Linked DNA regions of Bicyclus anynana: region 1 is linked to region 2. Evidence: chromatin contacts called from public Hi-C data. All regions are on one chromosome and are shown on one strand. The core of a region is the stretch at or near the end of the contact, and the rest is flanking DNA. Distances in the headings are between cores, read along the strand shown.

Evidence for each region. A called contact is a pair of places that touch in the nucleus more often than the background predicts.
Region 1: a contact with region 2 is called in a Hi-C map of whole larva, with 8 times the contacts expected there. The contact joins the enhancer-like site here to the promoter of LOC128199452 in region 2. A contact is called at or near these places in 2 of 2 Hi-C or Micro-C datasets (whole body and whole larva).

The regions. Positions count from the first base shown.
Region 1 is chr24:4,417,233-4,422,764 of ilBicAnyn1.1, forward strand. No RefSeq gene overlaps it. Among protein-coding and RNA genes, the nearest start is that of LOC112052966, 19 kb to the right of the region's middle. Within about 2 kb of position 2,264, at least 8 of the 8 cell types and tissues checked have open chromatin away from gene starts, as enhancers often do.
Region 2 is chr24:4,219,310-4,225,139 of ilBicAnyn1.1, forward strand. It overlaps LOC128199452, which reads left to right and starts at 3,268. Exons shown (of 2, transcript XM_052889019.1): 1 at 3,268-3,481; 2 at 3,723-5,820. The coding sequence starts at 4,622. The coding sequence ends at 5,587. All of the region lies in intron 1 of LOC112056612 (a long non-coding RNA gene), which reads right to left.

The sequences.
Region 1 (5,532 bases), core at 1,014-3,513, 200 kb after region 2:
TTTCGTGTCTGTCATGTTTTTTCAACCCGTACTAAATTTTTCATTAATAAGGTACATAGGTTCTCTTAAGGTTGGTATCTACCTACTTAATAAAATATAGCAAAATCATTTGAGCTCACTAGCATGCATAAAACTGATTGACAGAACCAACCAATACGAGTGAAGCCACGCACATAAGCTTGTATTTATACATGGAAAGATACTATTTCTTTATAAAAATTGACCATGCTCAAAATAGGGGTCATTAAACCCCAAACGTAACGCAATTCATCTACCACTGTTATCAACTCTCCAATTGATTAGTTGTAGGTGTTTATGGTTTTTATTCCATAAAATAACATAATAGCGCCATTATTACACCATAGCACTCTATTAAAACACCAAAACCAGCCAAAGTCCGTCAATTTTGAAAATTTCTGACGTAATTGTGTATTTTGTGTGCACCCACGTAAAAACACCTATTTTGTCAATATGATGCGTTAAAAAACATTTTTCAAACACTTTAAACAGCGTGATTCCTTAAAAATTCGTACTTACACAAAAAAAAATAACAAATGAACACCCAAAAAGCTTACGTGACTTCGCGCGCGTTGGGTTCGTGGAAACGCCTACACCGCGAGTGCCTGGTATCTGATGATATATTTTAAATTTTAAAATATATCGAGTGACATTAGAATAGTATACACCTTGCACGTTACATTGAATTAAAAAAAAATAAAATTACTTTCTATCTATTAAATCCGCGATAATTAATTATTTAAAAGGAATATTTTTTTTATGTGTTTGTTATTGTCAGGAGAGGATTGTGACAGAAAAAAATTAAAAAATTGAAGAGTAGGGTAGGGCTAGGGTAGGGATAAGGTAGAGGTAAGTTTAAAGAAGAAAGAAAGAAGAAGAATCGAGTTTCACGCGGACGAAGTCACGGGCGTCCTCTAGTTACACAATTAATTGATATAGACTGACTTTAAAAAATACCTCAAAATTGATTATTTCAAGTAGGTAGGTAGGTAGTACATTTGAAACGTCAAGTTTGACCATTGATTATTTTTATCTATACTAATATTATAAGACAGAAGAGTTTGTTTGTTTGTTTGGTTGGTTTAACGCGCTGTTCTCAGGAACTACTGGTCTGATTTGAAAAATTATTTTAGTGTTAGATAGCCTTTTTATCGAGGAAGGCTATATTTTATCCCCATATCTGCGGGGATAGGAACCTTGCGGGTGAAACCGCGCGGCGTCCACTAGTTTTTTTTTTTTCGATAAATAATATTTGCCATATCTTTTCTAATATGACCAATTTCCCATTCCCCTCCAACTAGCCGGAAAAGACTGTGCTAGGAGTGGGTACGACAATAGACCAATGGGGTGAGGATTGAACCACCACCAATGTGGTAAGTCCAACCGCTGAGGTACTGCAGCTATTATAAATTGATAAAATATTTTCACTAAAACAATATTTGCTATCAAAGTTAAGTTGTGTTGTAAACTTATTATTAAAATTATTTTAAAATTTACGTAAGTTTATTTATAGTCTTGTTGTAGGGTTATTTTTCATTTTGTACATTGTCTTACAGAGCTTTAATGTTTGCGACTGAAACGCCTAAGTAAATCAGGAGATTTTTTGGCTTTACAAATCAGAACATAAAGACTTCTGTTTGGTGTGGTATAGGAATCTGTGACAGCCAAACTTACGTAATTTTATAAATCTTTATTATGTTTGTTGAAGTGGCAATCGGCGATGCATATAGTTTATGTATTTATTTGATTGAGAATATGAGCCAAGACGCTTGAAGTAACATCGTGACGTCACAAAATGGACGGCATTTTTGACGTTTGGAAAAATTTAATAAATAAATTATTTAAAATAAAGTTTTCTATAACTTAACTTACTTACTAACTAATCTTTAACTTTTATTAATTGATATCGATATATATCGGACTCTTATTCCATGTACTTTTACGAAATTAATATTGTTTAAATTAAATTTGATATGAGTCAGCTACCCTATTGGCTATCGTATTTACCATTATAGGCAAACAGATTTCTATCCTTTAAAAAATGAGGTATGTCTGGCTATCGCAGATCCATTAATCTATATAATATTTTTACAATAGTTTCAATTCCTACATCTACAAATTGCACGTCTACATAGCTTACAAAGAAACGGATATAATTAAAAGCAACAGATTAATTATAATCAGGGAGTGTCATACAATGTAGAGATATTATATATCTGAGTTTACTAGGCCATAAGTTGAACGAACCTTGTCTCCTCTCAGCTCACACACACGCGCGCGGAGATAACACTCACACAAGCGCACGCACACTAATGTAAACTGAGCGTGAGAATTGTTGATAACTCACTTGCGTTAGTGAGCTCAGTCGTCACTTCCGACTTGCTTAGATATGAAGTATTTACAAGGATTAAATACTAGTATAAATTTCCCTTTAATACAATGCAAAAACTGTAGAATTTATTTCTAATAATAACTTAGTTCTTAACACAGAAGCACTAAATTAAATTGACATTATAAATTGTATTGTTTGTGTAAGAAATTAGAGGTCATAAAGCTAATTAGAAAGAGATAGGATAACAATTAAATAGTTTAGATGTGTGCGTGCGATACGTCTATGACATGTATGGCTAGGCGAGTTTCATCGAGTTATGCGAGCCTGGTACATCGAATCTTGTTTGCGCATGCATACATTTTAACTACAAGTTTTTTTACGGCTGTTTTAAAATAAACCCAGCCTAACCTAACCGGCTTGACGGGGCAATTTCTTAAATCTTTGCATTTCCGCGTGGAGAAAAGTAAAAAAGGTCATTCGCGCCTCAAAAATTACCTCGGCTGAATACAAATGCACTTTTTGTTAGTGTCAATATTTACTTATTTAAAAAATCTACTTGATATTCAATTTAAAAGCATCATGGTTTAAAAGGTTTGTAAATTGTACCTGTTTCATGTATAAGTACGTACCTTTAATAACTATTACCTTACCTTATCAGCCGATAGACGTCCACTGCTGGACAAAGGCCTCTTGCATGGACCTCCAGACGGTCTCGAACCGCCAGCATCCAGCGGTTCCCTGCAACCTGCTTAACACTGTGCTTTCCGGTGCGGGGTCGCCATTCCAGCACCATGGGATCCCAACGTCCATCGGCTCTTCGAACGATGTGGCCTGCCCATTGCCACTTCAGCTTCGCGAGCTATGTCAGTGACTTTAGTTCGTCTGCGGATCTTCTCATTCCTGATTCGATCACGCAGAGACACTCCTATAATAGCTCGCTCTATTGCCCGCTGACTGACTGAGCCTTCTAATAAGGCCCATAGTCAGCGACCAAGTCTTGGATCCGTAGGTAGAATTTCGTCTTTAACTTAAATTGCTTATAAATAAATAATTATTATTTATAAACAATTAAAATTGAGATGTATAATAAAAGAAAACCGGGAAAATCTGTTTTGTAATTTGTTGAAGAATGTTTCATGAATTGTCTTGTTAATCGTAAGGATTGGAAACGACACTAGCAATGGATGAGGATCGAACCCACCCTCTCGATGTTGAGTCCATTGCCTTAACCGTGCAGCTATTGAGTGTTAATTAATAAAAAGTCTTTATTAAAAATTGGTAGCCTGTCTACTGTCTAACTTTCTCATAAAATCTAGATTTACAATTCCAGTCAGCAAAAGAAATCTCCGCTCGGTGAAACCAAACATCTTAATATGCATACAAACAAGCGGAAATGATTGGGAACTAACCAGTAAGCAGTAAACTCGGATTGGCTTAAACGTCGAATGCATTAACACTAGATAAGCCTATTGGGAATATTACCCGGATGGGAATTTAAAATAAGCTTAGTAAAAAAGTCACGTGTAACCAAGTGAATACCATCATCATCATCATCATTATCCACCCATATTTGGCTCCCTGTTTGCTGCTGCTCTCAATCATTGGTTAGGCCATCGATATAAATCGTTAGATGGGCCCCTCCATATTTAAAGAACGTACAATGTAATGTCATTACTCAAAGACGTGCACACACATCCTAACTGGATGTGCTCGGAGTATCTCTGCGTGATCGGATCAGAAATGAGGAGATCCGCAGAAGAACCAAAGTCACCGACATAGCTCAACGAGTCGCGAAGCTGAAGTGGAAATGGGCGGGGCACATAGTTCGAAGAGCCGATGGACGTTGGGGTCCTAAGGTGCTGGAATGGCGACCCCGCACTACAAAGCGCAGTGTTGGTAGACCCCCAAAAGGTGGACTGACGACATTTAGCGAGTCGCAGGGATTCGCTGGATGCAGGCGGCTCAGTATCGTGATGTTTGGGAGTCCCTACAAAAGGCCTATGTCCTGCAGTGGACGTCCATCGGCTGATATGATGATGATGATGATGAGGTGTAAACGCCAAAACGTCTGGTCCAATTTAAATTTGAGTTAGGTACCTACTACATAACGCATCAATAACGCTTACACTTAGTATAAATTTTATCAATCGTTAATAACATGGTGAATCGAAGCAAACGAGCAAAATGCAAATATATAGGACCAGTCCAATTAAAGCAGAGCCTGGTAGCATTTCCAGGTAATATAGTAAAGATATATCGCATGGAACGATATACCCATGGAAATCGATTAAAAGCCTTCACTAACCTGTTCAACCAACTACGAAACAGGAGGTTATTCGAGTCGCATATTATGTCTCATTTTTCTTTGTTCCTTGGCCGTAAGTCCAGCCTCTGCATTTTATAAAGTTACAGCAGCGTAGCTAGGTAACAAAGGGCCCTGGTGCAAATAAAAAATGGGGCCCACTACTATCTTAACTGGTTAAGTTTTATAACGTAAAAATATACTAAGTATAAACAATAACATGAATAGTTTAAAGAACTAAAAAACACGCTTGATATCCAATATCATAGGGGTGCATTTCAATTGGCCTGTCCGCCATATTGGATTTAAGTGACGCGACTATTTTTTTCGTATTCCTGACAGCAAAGATGGTGGTGAGTATTTTGATTGATTGATTGATTGTAATCAAGGGCTAACTTGTAAAGAATAAAAAAAAAGTCTGCCAAATCGCATTGGGCCAGCGTGGTAGACTAAGGTATAACCGTTCACATTCTGAGGGGAGGCTCGTGCTCAATAATGAGCCAAATATGAGTTGATGTTGAGTTGAAACACGAACACGTATAATGTAGACACATCTACGAGTATGTTAAATATTTTATATATTTACTTGTTAAACAATAAACAACAAACTTAATATGCTTCATATGAAAAGGGCATAGGTACTTCGTTGAAAGAGCTCTAACACAGAAAGGTCTACTAAGCACTAAAAGAGTGGTCTACCTAACCAAAGTTTAAGGAGCTCTGTACTAAATTATTTGCCTTCGTCGCCATCGTTGGTTCCGTTGGTTGCTATCGACTGTCAGTTCGCCACGTTTGCTTTATCGCTGGCTTTAGCTATCACATAGGTTCTCAACCTTATTTTGCCCACTTTATGAATATTTTTTTCAACCCCGAATACTGT
Region 2 (5,830 bases), core at 2,018-4,517:
TCTGTTCTATTATAGGATTGCCGAATATAACACAGATCTGTGGCGCTACTCTCTAAAGGTATTAATAGAAATTTCAACGAATTCGTCTCTATCCCTTTCAATTTAACATAATACTGTAGATAGAGAGAGTTATATTAGAATTCGAAACTCACATAAGTCGAATTATTAAAACATCGTTACAGAATAGCGCTTCTAGGTATACCTAGATGGGCCAGTTTGCATTATCGTTAATTTCATAATTTCCCATACACACTAGAAAGGTCTGGAATACGTCATTTTCCTACCCTTTATTTTATTTAATTAAATAAAAATTACAATGATACATACATAAACCTGCAATTGCTATCTTCAAGTCAAGAGTGAATAGTTATCTTCTAGACAACAATCTTTTAAAATCTTTTACAAAATCATATTTCTGTATTATCACTTACCCTCAAGAGTTATTGCAGACAAACGCTATTTGTTATTGTTTAAAAAAGAATAGCGTCTAATTTCAAATGTTTTGATCCTAACATTAGCCGTTAAAACAAAATATGAAGGGGTAGTGCTATAAAGTTTCGATAGTATAAAATTATTCGAATACGCTAGATAAGTTAGCTTTAGTTTGTCAGTTGTATTCATTAGGTCAGTCATTACAATCGTCTGATGAAGACACTAATTATAATAGAAGTGTATCGTGTCCCCGGGCAAAAACCGGCTGGCGCATGCCACTTGCCCCAGTGCGCACCGGTCTCTGGTCATCCTTGGCTCGCAGGCTCCCTGCACCTGTCACCGTTCAATTAAACTCAAACGACATGTGCCCTAAACTTTATAATATCCCGCGAATTAACCACAGAATATTTTTAAACTCGCATGCCCATAAATAAATATTTGTCTGCCATTCAACAACAGATGGCGCTACACGTTAATCCTCTTTTTAAATTCCGCGCAAGCAATATTTCAGTTTTAACGATATTGGTCCGCATTGGACATTATTCACGGTTTATGTAATATTCGTCATTAGCAACTTTTTAATTCTTCAGGTGGTGATCATCTTCCGTCTCTTCCTTTTCTCGACGATCCGCACGATCGTCAACTAGAACACTTTGTACCAGGCGATCAGAGAACGCTTGGAGGTTTGTACAAGTCGTTCTAGCCGGACTAACGACAGTCAATGAGAGTAATCATGTAAATGACTGGCAGGTTTCCTTGACCTATCAATCTGGAAATTTTATTATAAAACAAAATGTGTTTAAAATGTGACGTCACATTAAAATTTTGTTATATCCTCTATAGCGAAACTAATTATTTAGTAGTAACCAACGATGGCTATGTATATTTTTCAGTTGCAAACTTTGAATATTATTAAATCTAACACTGTGTAGGTATACTAATTCTTGTATACTCTCAGACCAATGACTATACTATAAGTGTTGAAGGCGAAAAGATACGCGAAAGTTCAACAAAATAATGCCATTCCTTTAGCAGATCAAGAAAAGCGAGTTATCTTCAGCTTATTACGGGGAGACGAGGTACCAGGCTGGCAGATATCGCGAGAGCCAGCTTGTGACGTGGTCGCTTTCAATGTAGTTGTGGCGAGTGTGTTGGTGAGCAGCTACAGGGGTGTGCGTGAGCGCGTGTAGGCGCGTCACAATCACAGCCACTGACGACATTTTGACGCATTCCATTTTAATCACAACACTTTTTGTCATTTACTACGTTCTATATACAATCTGTTTCGATAAGACTATCTATATGTAATATTCATGTTAAGGAATTTAAAAATAAAAAATTGCTTTCGTGTGCATTAATGAAGGTTATTTAATTTAACATGTGAAGATACGCGCGGCGTTGGGTGACTTTTTTTCTAATTTGTAAGGTTGACGATCTCGTGCTCACACGCTTAACGTGTTCGTTGGCTCTCAGAACAGCCTATGCGGAAACAGCGTCGCTATTAACACACGTTCCATTGCCATGAGATACTTACCTACTACTAGCATATTACTACCACTGACAGGTTCATAGATATACTCTGTGAGAGATTTTCCTCACACACAAACATCCCGAAAATAGGCAGCCATGTTGTGTGTAAGTTGGTGGTTTTCGTGTGTGTAAAGGGAGGTTACGGACTAATGCGAAAACTTGTGTGTGATATTTTGCTAGTGAGCCGTAACTATGTTTTAAGTACTAGGCGATCATGGGTTACAAGGAGTTTATAGCAACTGAACTTATAACACAGTATGCCGATAAAGTAAGTTGAAACATATCAAACACCTGGCAGCATGGGGCATTGTTTTTTAATAATTTATTTTATTAATAAATAGACATACATATATTTTATGTAAGAACGCCGTCTGCCTTGTCAAATAATTATAATGAAAATGTCAATATGTATTTACAATGAACTCTATGACTATGCAAAATAACCTAACTATTAACAAACTGGTATGGTAACCTGCATTGTCACTTAACATCAGGTGAGATCATTGACCAGTGAAAAAAATATTTTTCTTTTTTTTTGTAATAATTAAAAATAAAAATAAATGTTTCTTAAATCTTAGATATTGGCGTGGTGTCCAAGCCATTCAACTTAAAAAATGCGTAACCTTTTGAATTTTAAAAAGTTTTCTCAATAAGTGCAGTATTTTTTATAGATGGCGCGCAAATTGTTTTTAAATGACATTTAAAACGCTAGCCTATTTTTATAAATCGATACCTTTTGCTACTTCAGTAATGTAAACGTCGATTTAGATATAACAGACCGACGTTTATATATAATATGAAAATCTATTATTTTTATTATATTTAAATGTTCAATAATCGCCAATTAATGCAGAATTACATCTATCAAGTCAGTAAATTAATTAACCGCAAATGATAAAATTAATATAAAAACGTGTGCTACGTAAACTAAATTTGGAACAAATTAAAATAAATACAATACAGACTAACTAAAATAATAAATATTTTAGAGATTTTTTTTTCAATTAGTTTTTTCCGCGTCCGGGAAGCGACCGCATGGGTGAATTACTCTGATTAGAGATGCAGAGTTGATTGAACCTCTTCTAGATCATCATCTCCCAGTATCGGTGCACCGGTGTCAATGACTTGATGACGAATCGATATCATTGATTCTTTACATACTAGATAGGAGCGAAAGATAATAAATCAGCTTTGGGGTTATCTATTTCTTTTTTATTCGGTAATTAGTCAGTATTGCTTGACTGCGATTTTGATTATACAAATATATAAATACTATAATTCTGATATTTTCGAACTTAGGGGAGATGTAGGCAATGGGAGACAGTTGGCAATGGTGATCACCTTAATATAACAAAAACCGAACGCGATCGGACGATGCGAATGTACTTATATGCTAGTATTGCATCATATTCGTTGGCGACTGGGACCTGGCTTTAGTTCGCGCGACGCATTCGCGAGTGACAGACGTGTGAAGTTTTGGCGCCATTTTGATCTAATTTTTCGACGTAATAAATACGAGGTAAGTCACAAAATAATAAGTATTTACTTCTGTACTTCTAATATGTAATAGCCGTAACATTTAAGCTTGTAATCCAGCAGCCATTTCGTTTATTAAACTTGAATTTTTTTGTCAGGCATTTTTTTTCCGTCTCAATTCCCATGTAGGTAATGGGAGTCGGGTGATCCCCATTACATACATAGTGATCCTCATTGCCCACACTAACTAGCTTTGGTAAAATAGTGTTATTATTTGTTTGTAGATGCCGAAAACTCGTGCTAGAAAAACAAATAAAGCTAAATGGACTTTAGACGACCTGGCAAATGCTGTAAAGCTGATTGAAGAACAAAAATTTTCAATCAGAAAAGCTGCCGAGATGATGAATATTCCATTTGCCAGTCTTCACAAGAGGTACAAGAAAAATATAATTAAGCCACCTCATCTCGGTCGTTATACTGTATTTAGCCCTGAGATGGAAAAAGAATTAGCGGACACCATTAAGAAAATGGCTAACTTATTTTATGGGTGCACTCCATATCAAATAAAAAGAGCCGCATTTGAATACGCTGAAGCCCTTAAGCTGAAACACAATTTTAATACCGTTTCGAGGTTGGCTGGACGAGTGTGGTTTGATGGATTTGTTACCAGGAATAATATTTCTGTGCGGAAGCCCGAAGCTACTAGCATTAACAGGGTTACAGCCTTCAACAGAACTGAAGTTCAACAATTCTACACGCTGCTAGAAGAGCTAATAGAAAAATACAAGTTTGTACCAAAGAATATATACAACTGCGACGAAACTGGCATATCTACCGTCCAGGATCCAGGAAAAATATTGGCTGCAACAGGGCAAAAGAGAGTAGGAAGCATAACAAGTTGGGAAAGGGGTAAGAATATAACTCTACTCTGCGCCATGAGCGCCACTGGTGGATATGTCCCCCCAATGTTTATATTCCCCCGAAAGAGGATGGCCCAACAGGAGCAATATATAAATGCTCTGACAACGGTTGGATAAATGAAGAACTTTTCCTTCAATGGCTCAAGCACTTCACCCACTTTACCAAACCTTCTGCAGAAGAACCAATACTATTAGTGTTGGATAACCATGCAAGCCACATTTCTTTGTCGATATATGAGTATTGCAAGGAAAACCATGTCCATATGCTATCACTACCACCTCACACATCTCATCGCATGCAGCCATTGGATGTGTCCTTTTTTGGTCCATTCAAGGCTGCATATAGAAGAGAATGCGATTTATTCATAAAAAGCCAGCTTTTACAAAAAATATCACCATACGATGTTGCTTCATTAGTCAAAAAGGCATTTTCGAATGTTGCCTCTATGAGCAAAGGCGAAGCTGGTTTCAGAGCAACGGGAATATTTCCTATAAATCCCAATGTTTTCACAGATGAAGACTTTCTGCCAGCTGAAGTCCTTCAGGTAGAACCAATTGTAGTTCAAGATGTTGCTGAATCGACTTCTGCTGTTGCTATTGACTCCGCACCAACCCTACCAGCTACTATTGAGCTAGATCGGAATAGTCCTATTCCGAGTACATCCACCGCACCAACCCTACCAGCTACTATTGAATTAGATCGAATTAGTCCTATTCCGAGCACATCCACATTTTGTCATACTACTTCTGAATCAAGGACTGACATGGCACCAAATCTTACAATCCAAAATTTCATTCAGATGCCTAAACAAAAAACTGTTGTCAAGACAAACGGAGGAAGAAAAAAACAGCATGCAACTATTTTGACTTCCACACCACTCAAAGACGCCCTAGTGGATAAAGAAAATAAAAAGAAGGAGAAAGCTGCGAAGAATAAAGGAAAACGAGTAGGAAAGAAGAGCAATCCACAAAAGATCAGTCGTGAGAAGGTTAAGAAGAAAATTCTACAGGACTCTAATGACACTTCGGTGTCAGATGTAAATACTGATGAGTTATGTCAGGATGATGAAAATGATGATGCAGGAGATGCAGGGAACTTGTGTCTTGTATGTGGCGAATTTGGGCGAGACAATGAGACATGGTACCGGTGCACTTCTTGTGGGCTCTGGGCTCATGCCGAATGTACTGGATGGGATTCTGCGCACAATTATGTGTGCGATATGTGTTGATCACCATTGCCCACATACTGATCACTATTGCCAACCGATGTTGACAATGGTGATCAAACGTACTTTTTTTTATTTCGTTGATTGTACCAAAATTAGTAAACTTATGTGATGAAAGTTGATCTCAGTTGATAGTTAAGAAAGTAAAGTTTATGATTATAATAGAACAATATATAGTTAAATGATAAACATGTTTTTATTCTTGTTTTTGCTTAAGTGATCCCCATTACCTACATCTCCCCTATT